3 separate regions of the Mus musculus genome follow, and regions 2 and 3 are each linked to region 1. A link is a contact called in public promoter capture Hi-C data. All regions are on one chromosome and are shown on one strand. The core of a region is the stretch at or near the end of the contact, and the rest is flanking DNA. Distances in the headings are between cores, read along the strand shown.

Evidence for each region. Promoter capture Hi-C pulls out the DNA fragments that hold promoters and counts their contacts.
Region 2: a contact with region 1 is called in a promoter capture Hi-C map of liver, with 2.7 times the contacts expected there. The contact joins two enhancer-like sites. A contact is called at or near these places in 1 of 39 promoter capture datasets (liver) and 1 of 9 other capture datasets (adipose tissue).
Region 3: a contact with region 1 is called in a promoter capture Hi-C map of liver, with 2.4 times the contacts expected there. The contact joins the promoter of Rnf186 here to the enhancer-like site in region 1. A contact is called at or near these places in 3 of 39 promoter capture datasets (the 3T3-L1 cell line, hippocampal neurons and liver), 1 of 484 Hi-C or Micro-C datasets (nephron progenitors), 5 of 115 datasets of contacts at active chromatin or transcription factors (acute myeloid leukemia, astrocytes, bone marrow-derived dendritic cells and 2 more) and 2 of 9 other capture datasets (liver and pancreatic islet).

The regions. Positions count from the first base shown.
Region 1 is chr4:139,271,674-139,276,300 of GRCm38.p6, forward strand. The region is part of intron 4 of Capzb (capping protein (actin filament) muscle Z-line, beta); the gene reads left to right. Among named protein-coding and RNA genes, the nearest start is that of Slc66a1, 37 kb to the right of the region's middle. Within about 2 kb of position 1,793, at least 10 of the 459 cell types and tissues checked have an H3K27ac peak or open chromatin away from gene starts, as enhancers often do. A contact at or near this core is called in liver, where this site is marked.
Region 2 is chr4:139,628,199-139,632,825 of GRCm38.p6, forward strand. All of the region lies in intron 1 of Aldh4a1 (aldehyde dehydrogenase 4 family, member A1), which reads left to right. Among named protein-coding and RNA genes, the nearest start is that of Aldh4a1, 7.6 kb to the left of the region's middle. Within about 2 kb of position 2,078, at least 15 of the 459 cell types and tissues checked have an H3K27ac peak or open chromatin away from gene starts, as enhancers often do. A contact at or near this core is called in liver, where this site is marked.
Region 3 is chr4:138,964,371-138,968,997 of GRCm38.p6, forward strand. It overlaps Rnf186 (ring finger protein 186), which reads left to right and starts at 2,749. Exons shown (of 1, transcript NM_025786.4): 1 at 2,749-3,995. The coding sequence starts at 2,943. The coding sequence ends at 3,623. It overlaps Gm42333 (a long non-coding RNA gene), which reads right to left and starts at 311. Exons shown (of 3, transcript XR_881524.1): 1 at 293-311; 2 at 1-36.

The DNA of each region.
Region 1 (4,627 bases), core at 543-3,042:
AAGGACAGCCGCGGCCCAGATGTGCACGTGTGAGCATGGCTGGCATTAAAGTCACACATGCCTAAGTCGATCGGTATGCTTGCTCAGGGGATTGTTGCACCTGTGTGTACTGGAAGGAATTTCCACAGAATCCCTGCCCCTTGTCTGTGGGCAGACTGAGACATGTTCTATAACTGGTAAAAACAGCTGTTATCGCACAAACAAGGGTGACTGGGATCTGTATCTTATCTGAACTTAGCCATCCAAAGCCAAGGTTAACTTTTCTGCTTTGTGTGTAGCCAAGACTAGCTCCCAGGGCCATGGAGGTGAGACTTTGCTCCCATCAAACAGCACTTCATGTTTCTGCAGGAAGGCCTCCTGAGCAGTTCAGCGCATATAGGGGCCAAAAGGGAATAGTTGGATGCTGCTAATAGGCATCGAGGCAGGACTCTTGATCTGTCACCCTCTCCTGTCTCTAGACATACTGTCAACAGACACCCTTACACTGAGCTGGTATAACTAGTTAGAACAGCATCTATTGCCCAGCCCTGCAGTTATGGACGTCTGCAGTTCTCTGAGCATCACTCTGGCCCATGTGGGCAGCTCCTGGGTTCTCCTCTTGGCCAGAGATAGGCAAATCAGGAGTTTGTAGCCAGGGGTTACAAAGGAATGTTAGTCACAGATAGGAGGCAGCCAGCTTCAGCACCTGTCTGGGCCACTGGGGCTCTTCTCATTCCCGAGCTGAAGTTAAGTCGCTCTCGCCTGTGAGAAGCATCCTTCTCGCATCAGAAGGATGTGAAGGGTGATCCAAGAAGCCAACCACTCTTGGTAACTGAGGACTTGGCACTTAGAGACTGGGGAGGAACATGAAGAAGTCACTGTCTGGGAGCTAGAACCTCGATTCATGCTAGGATGTATCTGTTCTGTGGGTTTTTTCTCCCTAGCACAAACTGTCATCAAGCAGGAGAGCCTTGCCTATGTGACCTTGTCCCTGCCAGTCTACATGATAATCATAGTAAAAATGTCCCATCGGCCATCTGACAATCTTGTGCTTCTAGTTAGTGAGGTCTCAGAAGGCCCTGTCTGTGACAGAAGGGTGAAGTGGGCAAGGGGAAAGTTTCAGAATCCAAGAGTGGCTGCCACTGCCAGCTTGGCACAGATGAAGGGCATCCACCGGTTAGACCATTCTAACAGGTTTACTAGACCCTGATATACCTTTGCGCCAACCGCCTTAGTCATCGGATCTCTCAGAGGTCTCGAGACCTTCGTTTGTCTTGATCTGTCTTCATCTTGACAGAGGTGCCAGAGTCTAGCCCCTCCATGACCTCGTTTTCCCCTGCAGCGCCCTCGCCTGGGCCTCACTGTATCTGTCTAGAAGGCATTCATACTCTCTCGCCTTGCCTCTTCCTCTCATATATTCTGAGTCACAGAGATCTCTGTGGGAGGGTGGCCCAGGGCCTGTGAGTGACAGCAGAGTCTGAATCCATGCGTAAGAAGACAAGTTGCTGGCCACAGGTGTCCTTGGGGCGGCTACAGGCTCGGCGTGAGCCTTGCCGTGGACTGCTAAGCTGAGTACTGTTCTCCCACCATAGGAGGGGCCCTGGTGAGCTGTAGACAGGTGGATCATAGTGACAGGAGGGACACACTGCAGGATTGAAAGACTGGGAAACTGTAGGAGTCCATGGGAGCCATCTGGAGTTCTGTGGGAAGACAGGGTGAGGAGGTTGACCTTTCTGCTCTAGGTGGTTGTAAGGTGTTCAGCTGTGCCCAGTGTCTGAAACAAACCTTTGCCCTGGGAGCTATTGAGTGCCTGTGCCTAGAACTGTGTAACAGGAGCTTTTGAGAAAGATGGAAGAGGTTATGAGCCAGCTCTTATGACACTCAGGTTCCCACGTGAGGAAACCAATCAATATTCCCAGCTTTGGTTTTAGCCTTATTTTAGGGGTGTGTGTGTGTGTGTGTGTGTTTGCATGTGTGTCCTCATGAGAAGCCAAAGGAGCCCTGGGGTGTCTTCCCCTACTGCTCTCCCCCTTATTCCTATAAGGTAGAGTCTCTCACTGAGCCTGAAGCTGGCCTTTCACTGAGAGTAGCTGGCTAGTGAGTTCCCTGGGTTTGCCCGTCTCTGCTCCCCAACACTAAGTTGACAGGTAAGCACAATGCCTGGCTTTTCTTTTTTGTTGATTGTCGTTTGTTTTGGATTTTCTGTTTTGTTTTGATTTGATCTTGTGACAGGGCCTCACTCTGCAGCCTTGGCTAGACTGGAAATCACTCTGTAGACCAGACTAGCTTCGCCTGCCTTTGCCTCCCAAGTGCTGGGGTTACAGAGGTGTATACCTCTACATCTGGCCTCAGCTTTTTTCTCTTTTTAGCGTACTTTTTTAGTGTATTTATTTTACATGGGTGTACATATGGAGATCAGAAGACAGTCTGTGGGAGTTAGCTCTATCCTTCCGCCATGTGGGCCCGGGGATTGAACTAAAGTTGTCAGGCTTGGCAGCGGATGTCCTTACCTGCTAAGCCACGTCACTGACCAAGGCCATCTTTCTATGTGGGTGCTAGTGACTCAAAAGTAGATCCTCTTGTTTACACAGAAAGTTCTCTCGCCCGTAGAGCTGTCTCCAGCCATACCTTTACAGGCCCTTGCCCACGTTGCCCAGCTCTAGACCGTCCTGCCTCGGCCTTCTGAGGGTGGGCTTATAGGTGTGCGGCCATCCCTGGACGCCTTGACTTTATTTAACCAATCAGAAGAAGCTTCAGAAGAAGACCCCCACCTAGCATCTTTGAGACTTCATCTCTTCCTTAAGCCTCTGCCATATGGGTCTGTGGGCCTGGGTCAGCACCGTGGAGACTAGAGTCTCATGGCTTGAGCCCAGACCGGAGGCAGTTACCCGGGCAGATGCCCATGGCTGAAGGGAGGTCCCTGTGAACCCTAGAACCACAGTTAGTTTCTTGGAGGGCACTGGAAGGTCAGCTCCAGCAGGAATGTCCTGGCCTTGGCCTTGCTGTTTTGTTCTGTTTTTAAGGTTGTGGCCCGGGACTCAGTGCATGTGAAACCTTTGCATTCGGACCTGGCCACTGTTCCAGGAGGCAGGATTGTAGGCCAGCTTCCAAAGCCACTCAAGGCCCATCTCCTCGTTCCATCTGCAGCTCGGGCTGGCCAAGGCTGCCATTTGGGTGGATCACAGTTACAGCTCAGGTTCCCAAAGCAACTTTCCATCCACGGGCTCTGCACACCTCGGCATCAAACCCTCCACAAGGTCCTCGGGCCAGGACCCTTTTTACTTCTCTCCAGGAGGTCACTGTGAGTGTAGAATGTTTTCGCTTTTTGGTTCCGCAGTGCAGACTGTGGCGTGGACTCCGAATGTGACTGATGATATGCAGCTGGAAAGGGGTTTTCAGAGACTCGGAAGACAAATCATGATCCATTTTAAGGATCTTAAGGAGGGTAGAGAATATGTTCACATAGGTGCATAATCCTGACGGGCCTCACTGAAGTGGCTAGCCCCTCGGAGGGTTTTGCCTTGGGCCTCCTGCTTCATCCAGTGCAAAGGTACCCCCTTGTCTCCCAAGTCACCTAGTGGTTACCTTGTCATTCCCAAACAGAGGAACTATAGCTTCTCCCCTGAAACTCCCGTTTCTCAAGGCCTGCAAGACCACTCCACAGGTCTGTTCTCCTCTGTTGACAGCCAGGGCCACCAGGGCTTCTGATAAGACTGATGGCTGATGTATGCCTGCTTCTCTGACACCAGTAAAGATGATCACACACGCACACACACATACACCCTGGTGATCTGTCATTGAGTCTGCTGTGAGCCTTTCTAGGTGGGGCTCAACTCCTCCCTTCATAGCCCAACCTTGTCCAAAATGACATCTCTGGTTCTCCCGAGAGGTAGCTCCTGTCTCCTGATTTAAGCAGACCTCTTGGCATTCGGGTTGTGTGTAGTGATTGCGTCCCTCTGTTGTTTCCCCTTCCATGAGGGGAGAGGCCCGAGAAGAGCCTGTGCTTTCCTCTCTTAAGGAATGTTCTCCCACCTGACTGGACTCCTTGCCGTAGGAGCCCTGTGGTTGTCCCCTCCTAGACCCCTTCTCCTCAGTCCTTAGAGAACTGGGGGTTTTGTCAGAACCTCAAGTTAGATTTCAGAGTGGTATCAGCTGGATCCCCTAGCTTCCAATGCCTGGCCACATTGGATCCCACAATCTTGTTGACATGCAAGGCCAGAGAGCAGGCCTGGAGCCATGGCAGAGCCACCTCATTGAAATAGCATGTTAGCATTTAAACAATAGTAATACTATTGGACTCATTAAATGTACAAAGGCCAATCAAAGTGCTTCCATGTGTGTGCTGTTAGTTCTGGCGGGCAACGCCTCCAATGGCTTCATGTGGTTTCAGACAACATTTTAGCACATTCTTAAAATACCCACAAAAGCCTTTATGTAAAAACTCATAAATGTGAACCACATAAAATTATTTTTTTCCGTGTTTCATGTCACCATGATCAAAGTCCGGTAGGTAAGAGTAAATTTTCAAAGCCTTGTCGAGGTCCTTCTTTAATGAATGCTTCACGGGCAGCGCGAAACCATAAACCATATAATGGGGGTACAACTGTCTGAGCACCCCATGCCACCTCCCTTCTCATAGTGCTTGCCA
Region 2 (4,627 bases), core at 828-3,327, 360 kb after region 1:
TTGTTTGACACATGCTCAGCACCCAGAAAACTGAGGCTTGTTGTAATCTGGTGACCCATCTCTCTCCCACAGTCGGCTGCCTTGTGTGGCCAGCCCTGACAGAAATACTGAGGACAGCTGGACAGCAAGAGAGTACTCCAGGATGGGTGTGGTGGCATATACCTTTAATTCTAGTGCTTTGGAGGCAGGAGCAGGCAGATCTCTGAGTTTGAGGTTAGCCGGGTCTACATAGTGCACAGTGAAGGCTGGGCTGCAGTGCTAGTGACTGTCCATCTGAGGCATTCCCCTCCTCCACATGGGAAGTGAGTGGTTCCTTTGCACTGTGTGGTCAGGGGATTGACCTGCCCCGTCATCCAGGCTGGCCCAAGATCTCTGAGATATCCTTTGACCACAGACTATATCTCCTGACTTTATAAGTTTGTGCCATTACAGATGAGCTGTGACCAGGAGCTGTAAAGGAGTAATGCTATCTCTGAGTATCAGTTGACTTATCCATAAAATGGGGTCACAGTGCAACCTAGTACATTACGAGGGTCCCTGTACCCGATGGTCAGCTTTAACTGTCAGCTTGACACAACCTAGAAACACCTGGGAAGAGAATCCAAGTGAGAGACTTTCTACTTTGAGTTGGCCTGTAGGGGAATGTCTTAATTGAGTTAATTCTGAAAAGACCCAACCCACTGTGGGTGGCGTCATTCCCTAGGCAGGAGCTTCCGAGCTGAGCATAAGCTCTTGAACACGTATGTGTTCTCTTCTCTCTGCTCTTGACTGTGGCTGTGACCAGCTGTCTCAAGCGCCTGCCTCTGAAGTCTCCCTACAGTGACAGACCCGGGTGGTGAACTAACAGAAACCTTTTTGTCCCCAAGTTGCTTCTTGTCAGACTCTTTTATCATGGCGTTAGAAAGGACACAAGGACAGTGTCCACACCTCACTCTGCTCAGTGCTCAGAGCTCAGGGGATGAGCTACAGTGTCTTCCAGGGCATCAAGGTGAAGTGCTCCTGTCGACTGCCCCACCCTGAGCCTGTACTTTCCTCTCCCCGGGAGCCTCCACTGCTACCTTAATTACACCTAATTGAGTGATAAGGGGGATTTGCTTTATCAGGCTGCAGATTACAACTGGGAAACAGGCAGCTGAAGGGAACAAGATAACCTCTACTTACTTCTTGACCTGGTACTTAGCTAGCAGGAGGTCCAGACCACAAGCTCAGTCCTGAAGGTCTGCTGTCGGCTCTCACACCCTCACACTCCCAGGCTTGCTCTCTGCCGGCGCTTATGTGTGGGGTTGCTTGGAAGGGACACAGGCTGCTTCCGGATCGGATGCTCAGGCTCTGGCCCAAATCCCCCTGCTTGGCTTTGAGATGATGGAAAGCCCCCTCAGACCTGAGGGTGGGGTGGGGGACCCACCGGTGAGGGACATCCAAGTGTGATGGGAGGTCTGAGGAAAGGACGGGCCGGCTGTGCTTCTGCAAGGAATGTGTGATGGGGAATGAGCCTAAGGGCTCCCGAGGATCTGAGTCTTCATTGTAGAAGAAGTGGTTTTAAGGTGAGTCTCCCTCAATCCGGTTTTCATGTTCAAGTCTGGGGCTGGGGCCTGCAAGCTGGCTCAGCAGGCGAAGGCGCTCGCCGCCAAGCCTGACGACCCAAGCTTGGTTCTCAGGATCCATGCAGTAGAAGCAGAGACCTGACTGACTCTTAGTTGATTTTTGATCTTCCCGTCTACGCCGTGACACATTAGAAAGAAAACATAGTCCACTCTGCCATATAGAAAATCACGGGCTCACTCACCCATTGGGTGGACCCGTGCAATCGTAACAGATGTATCGTAGTGTGGCAGTGTCATGCCCACCCCTTTTGCAGCAGCCCCTGGTTGAAAGAGGTCCCCTTGGATCGGCTTGTGTCCAGGAGGTTTCTGTGTGGGCGTTCTCTGTCGCATTCACGATGACTAAGTTGCTTAGCTGCGTCCTCCTCAGAACAGGTCCCTGGCACTGGAGAGGCAGGGTGATGGCGTAGCTTTGGTTATGGCATAAGCAGCCTGGAGATAGCGGCGGAGACTTGACTGTTACGTCGGACTCTGATGAATGAGGATGGCACTATTGAACCTTGGACAGGGTGGAGCCAAGCCCTCTTTCACCTGGTCTCCTCCTCTCAAGAGTGCTGAGTTTGCTGGCTCAGGTTCTTCCTGGAAACCGTGACATCTCCTGCCACTAGGTGGGGGAAGGGGACGTGGTCTCTGAAGCTTGCAAGGAAGAAGAGCTTTCTGGCTCAGGCCCTGGCCCCGTCCTTAGCGGGTTAGCCCAGGTTGCCAGGAAGCATGAGTTGGGTGGGTGTAGACCTTGCCCTGTGCTTCCTCTCTCTCCACAGCGGGAGGATTGAGATCCGGGTTGAGCTCAGAAACCTGTGGAGAGTAAACCACCTGGTGGGCGGAGTAAACCTGTGTTGTTGCTTTGGGCAAACCTAGCTGACTGCATAGATGGATGGATGAATGAATGAATGAATGAATGAATGAATGAATGAGTGAATGAATGAATGAATGAGGAAAACCGTCCTGCCTAGAAAGGCCTTCAGGAATCCTCTTAGAGCTCTCATACTTCCGGTAGCTACCCCTTTGACAGACCTCTATCTCCAAAAATACATTAGATTCACAACAGTAGCAAAATTATAGTTACAAAAGTAGGAACGGGTGAGATGGCTTAGTGGGTAAGAGCACCCGACTGCTCTTCCGAAGGTCCTGAGTTCAAATCCCAGCAACCACATGGTGGCTCACAACCATCCGTAACAAGATCTGACTCCCTCTTCTGGAGTGTCTGAAGACAGCTACAGTCTACTTACATATAATAAATAAATAAATCTTTAAAAAACAAAAAACATTCCTTAAAAAAAATAGCAACGACAATGACTTTATGGTCGGGGGTCACCACACCTTGAGGAACTATATTAAAGAATTGTAGCTTTCAGAAGGTTGAAAACCACTGTCCTGGAAGCCTTAAGTCTTGCCAACTGATCTGCCTCCATCTTCGTCTAAGCCACTGGAGGGGTGCCTGTTAAGTCAGGACAGATCACTAGCCAAAAAGAAAAAAAACACAGCGCACTGGGAGAAAAGCTTGTTAGTTTTGGAACCACTTAACTCAGGCTCAACGTGATTTTTGAACTTGCCTCCTCAGGACCTGGAGACGGTCCAAGAGCCTGAGGTCACAGTGGGTCTCTGCCTTGGGGAGGGTGGAGGGAGGCCTGTGGGACTTCTGTTTCTGGCATTGCTTTGGGGGGTGGGGGAATGGCAGAATGGCAGGGAAGAGAGACCCTGTGTGGGCGGGGTATCTGCTGACTTTTTCCCCACCAGAGCTGGATCTGTCCTGAGTATGATCCTGGTTGGGGATGGGTGGGGTCTTTGGGAACTCCTGAGCCTTGGTACATCTATCTGGACCCAGTGGGCAAGGAATGCCTGGCTTGTTCACGCACAGTTGGAGGTGACTTTTGAGGGTACCCTGTAGTGTTCTTGGGCTGAGGAAGCAGGCTCCAGGCAGGCCTCCCAGAGGAGTAGATGAGCCCTGCTGTTGGAGAGGGATCTTGACTGGCTGGGACGGTTGGCTTTGATTCATCTGCTTCCAGGAATGACATTGTCCAATGCAGTGGGTGGTTGGGGGAGGCCTGGAGGCCTGTTGGACATGGGTCCACATGCGAGATTTTTACCTTCCCACTGTCAGCCCCTAGAAACTCCAAACACCTCTCTCCCTGTTGCCAGGACTTCAGGAGGAAGGGGGGACATGGCAGATTTCTCTAGCTTTGCCAGCTAAGAGCTGCCCGGTCTCCATAGTAACCTAATGGGTTTCACTATTCTGTTCTGGAGCTTAAGGGAGGTAGGTCTGGGTCATTGGCCAGACAAGGGTGAGGCCAAGGAATGTGACGTGGCCTCTGGGTGTGGCCGTGGAGGGAGCGTGGACACCTTCCCTCACCACCTCCAGGTAGATTCTTAGTTTCTCTCTTCTTGAAGATCTGGTCAGCAAATGTCCCTCTTCCTCCCCCTCAGCCATCTTGGCCTTTCCCCCACCTCTCTGTTCTGGCCTCCTTCTGGCATGTGCCCCCTCCAGACCTCCCTGACTCAACCTTCATGGCCCTTGCACTCCTTCTCGTGGAAAAGGAGAAACACGTGGCTGTGGCCGTGCTCCCTCAGCCTGGCCGCTCACTCCTGATGGGCGTGGCTCCGCTGGAGGAGGACCAGCCTAGAGCTTTTCTCTGAGAGATCGATCGCTTCATCTTGTCTGAGTGTAGTCCAGGCCACTATGTTCCCACAAAGCAGCACTCGGAGAGGGGTTGCTTCTCTGCCCAACTGTAGCATCACAAAACCCGGCCCAGAGAGAGCACTCCTGGTTTTCTGAACTGTCCCCTCAGATCACCCAGCCCGAACCCCAGGCATGTGGTAACATACCCCAGCATCTCACACATGGTACCTGGCTTTGTCTACATCAGCTAATCTCAACCTTCCTAATGATGTGACCCTTTAATATGGTTCCTCATGGTGTGGTGGCTCCCCAGACATAATTTCATTGCTACTTTATAACTGTAATTTTGCTACTGTTATAAATTGTAAAATATCTGATATGCAGCCTATCTGATATGTGACCCTCAAAG
Region 3 (4,627 bases), core at 1,499-3,998, 310 kb before region 1:
TCCAGGCACATGAGGCCTTGGTTTTGAGCCCCAGCACTAAGAAAAAAGAAAAGCACATTTCATAAATTAATATAACTGAAAAATCTGCAGATAAATTTCTAGCTTCAGGCATGGCTGGATCCAGGTACAAAAAGATCGTCCCACAGCTTGACCTTATTTCTCGGCAAGTTCTTTGTACACTGTGGCCTTGTCCCCTTGCACGGTGTCTTAGTTAGGGTTTTATTGCTGTGAACAGACACCATGACCAAGGCAAGTCTTATAAAAAACAACATTTACTTCGGGGCTGGCTTACAGGTTCAGAGGTTCAGTCCATTATCATCAAGGTGGGAGCACGGCAGTATCCAGGCAGGCAGGGCGCAGGCAGAGCTGAGAGTTCCATGTCTTCATCTAAAGGCTGCTAGTGGAAGACTGACTTCCAGGCAACTAGGGTGAGGGTCTTAAAGCCCACACCCACAATGACACACCTACTTCAAGGTCACACCTATTCCAACAAGACCACACCTCCAAATAGTGCCACTCCCTGGTCCAAGAATATACAAACCATCACACACAGGGTTTCATCCTTAAGCTTGGAAACCCAGGAGAAAACCATCACCGCCCCCCCCAGCCCCCACTGCAACACACACACACACACACACACACACACACACACACACACACACACACACACGTTCCCATAGAAGCCCCAGAGTCCAATCTCATTGGTGTTGCTTAAATCATGTGCTAGACCAGAACCAATAATTGCAGCCAGCCAGATGGAATCTCACACCATCAGTCAGTCTCCACCCTGAATCCCATGACGTGTCCCCCATCCTGTCCCCATTCCCCTACCTCTCTAGGAACCTGCCCACCACCGCATCTCCCTCAGACCAATATAAGAGGGTTTGGGGGCAGCAGTGATCACTCAAAGTGAAGACAGGCCACTGTCATCTGAAAACATTCTGTACACAGACACCCAGGGCTACGGCCAGGAGCCTTTCTACGAACCTGGTAGAAACTGGGGTAGAAAGAAATCCCCGCTGACCCAGCCTAAGGCAGAAAGAATGGAAACTGGGGCTGGGATCCAGAGTGAGGGGACCCTGAGGGGGGAACAAAGCAAGAACAGGCAGCCTCTGCCTGCTGGAGGCTCCACACACATAGACTGAACCTGTGGCAGGCACAGCCCCTCGGGGTAGAGGGAAGGGTTTAACCCAAGAAGCTTGACACCAGTAGCCACTGACAAGCCATCTCTGGATTCACTGTGGTGCTAGTTGTTGTTCTTGTTTTTTGTTGTTGTTGTTGTTTGTTGTGAGGGAAGGGACATCTATCCCAGCTTGCTCTCTCTCTCTCTCTCTCTATATATATATATATATTATAAGGGAAATAAGGGAACACCATTATCACAGACCCCATTACAGATGGTTGTGAGCTACCATGTGGTTGCTGGGAATTGAACTCAGAACCTCTGGAAGAGCAGTCAGTCCTCTTAACTGCTGAGCCATCTCTCTAGCCCCCATCCCAGCTCTCTCATTCCAGGCATGGTGAGGGGGACAGAATTTCATGACTGCCACACTTCGTCCCCTCTACCATGCCACATGGAGTCCTACCAGCTTAAGCCAGCCACCCAGAGGCCAATAGAATCTTCATGGATTGACATGGCTGAGTTCCACGAGACTGGGAACCAGACCTTGGACATGGCAAGATCCTGCCCCTGTGGTAGGCCCCTTGGCAGGCAGCCAACAAGCCAACACCCTGCCCCTGTGCCCAGACCTTTCTTACAGAGCTGGCATTCTAGGAGACCACAGGTGAGGACCCAGGCCGGGAGAGCTGGCTCTTAGAAGACCCAAATAACAGCAGTTTATGCTTATGCCTGGGTGCCTAGAGCCAGGGGTCTGTTCCCGCGGTGCACTGACAGGAGAGATAAATACCTGGGAACCGGAAGCTGCTAATGCAGCTGTGAGGATGACAAGAAACTGAATGGGCCAATGTGTGCTTGTTAGTTTCGGTTTTCTGTTCAGACTTTCCTGTCCCCAACACTTCGCCCAATCTCTCTTTCTCTTTTTTCCTAATGCCACCCATTTGCCCATGTTTTCAAGGCACAAACACTCTCTTCTGCATTGAGTCTGAAATCTAGAAGGTCTGGAGGCCTTTCTCAGAGGGATGCTTCCCAGTCACCCTCATCAGGACCACAGAGATGTTGGAGAGCTTTACAGTTGTTTACACCCCATCCGGGCCTGACACATCTACCCCTCTGTGCCTCGGAGCCTGGTACTCTGCATTTTTAAAGGCTGATGAGATGTCTCAGCAAGTATGCCAGCAATTGTGACACCCTAAGTTCTACCCCGCAGAACCCCCCTCGTTACACAAGAGAACTGACTCTTTCAAGTCCCTTGACCGCCACATGTGGACCATGAAGACATGTGTCACATGCCTACACCGGCACACACAGAGAATAAATGTAATTTCTAAAGGGTTGTGGGGTTTCTGCTCATTTCCCTACACCAGGGCTTTGATTGGCCAGGGGTGGAGGTGGAGGTGGGGATGGGGTGTCACTGGTGCGCTCCAGAGCGTAGTAGTAGAGACAGCGTCCCTGTCGGTTGTCATGTAGACACTCACCAGGCATGGCCCCAACAGGAAAGTCCTGATTCATGAGACTCCACCCACTTTGGCCCTTCTATCAGGTAATTCAAAGTCTCCAGGTCTCCAAGTTACTGATTAACCCTGGGTTTCGAGTAAAGAAATAATAATAACTGAAGGACCAACATAAGCGGAGAAACAAGCAGGGCAACCAAGGGAGCAAGATGCCAGACATCGGTTGTCAGCAGGTACCCGCAGAGAGCAGAAGGGAGACTGGAAGCGTCCCCACAGGACCGGAACCCATGCAAGTCCTGGCAGCTCCGGTGGATGTCGCATGCGGATGCCCGTGCGCGGATCAGCCTTGTCCCTCCACCTCTGTACCCAGAATGTCCTGCACTGAGGCCCCACAGCCTATCCCAGCGGGTACCACCACCACCAGCACCATCATTGCCTTGGGGCCCACCGGGCGGCTCAGCATCTCTGTGGAGGGTGACCTGGAATGCTTGGTGTGCCGAGAGCCCTACAACTGTGCTCGGTCCCCCAAGCTGCTTAGCTGTCAGCACACCTTCTGTGCCGTATGCCTGAAGCTTCTGCTATATGTGCAGGAAGACACCTGGTCCATCCCCTGTCCGCTGTGCCGAAAGGTCACTGCTGTCCCGGGAGGCCTCATCTGCAGCTTGCGAGACCAGGAGGCGATGGTGGGGCGTCTGGCCCTGCCATGCCCAGAGGTGCGCCTATGTCCTCAGAGGCTAGTGGGTTCTGCCGCTTCAGCAACTCGGCCAGCCAACTGGACAGGAGAAGAAGAACAGGACACTGTAAGTGTCAACCGTGTAGCTGCCCGGCGCCTGGCTGTACACTTGCTCTTGTTGGCTCTTGTCATTGTCCTTATCCTGCCTTTCATCTACCCGGGTGTCATCCGGTGGGTGTTGGCCTTTGTCATTGCTCTGGCTCTCCTGATGTCCACCCTATTCTGCTGTCACCCCCAGAGCCAGAACAGCAACTGGCTTTGCCCCAGGACTCTGTTCTGCAGAGAGCAAAAGCAAACCCAGATCACTTCTATTGCCTGAGAACTCTGGATCCCTACAGGCCCAGTGCTGCCAAGGTTCCCTCCTCCCCCAGACCTCACAGTCTGCATGGGTAAGGGGCTAGGGGCCGCCTTTCAAAATCACATTCGAACTGGACTTGCGTGTCAAAGCCAGACTGGCCATGTTGGATCAAGGATTCTGTGCTGGAACAGTGGGATCGCACCTGCCTGTTCCTGTGTAGCATAGGAAGGAAAGGGGGAAAGAGAGGAGACACCCCCTGAATGAGTGACTCAAGGGTGGTGGGGTCCCTACCCCTATTCCAGAGCTCCTAAGTTTTGTATATATCCCTTTGTACACATATTGGGACATTGGCCTTACTACAAAGCAAATAGAACCAGGTCTCTTTTGTAATCCATGTAGCTGGCTTCATTTTTTTTAAATTTGGGCTTTGATGTTTTGTGTCCTGGGAAGTTTGTGACCATCTCTAGCCATTGCCCACTTTCCCTCCTGGGGTGCCAGAGCCCAAGGGGATACTGCCAGGTTTTCCCCAGGGTTGCTTGCTACACTGATCCCAAACCTTCCATGCCAAAAGTCTCCTTACGGTTTCCCACAGGGTCCACCCCAGGGTGGAGTACACATGGAATTGGAATTGTAAAGTGGGGAGAGGGTATCCGAGGATCAGCAGACAGAGATGGGGAGGTGTGGAGAGGGTGGGTCCAGGAATTGTCCTTAGGATCTACGCTGAGATCACCAGTTGCGTACCATGAGGGCTTGACTCAGAGAATCTCAGGGGACATGGACACACACACACACACACACACACACACAGAGACAGAGAGAGAGACAGAGAGAGAGAGAGAGAGAGAGAGACTCAGCTCTCCATCAGACTCCCAGACTCACATGACAGAACGAAAGCTTTCCAGATGGCGCCTCTCTTCTTATCACATCTACGGCCCTATTTGCTCCTTTGTCATAAAGATAAAACATCTCGTAAATGCAACGGTCCTCGGCGGTGTCACCCCACCTCAGCCTCAGAGCGGCAGTCG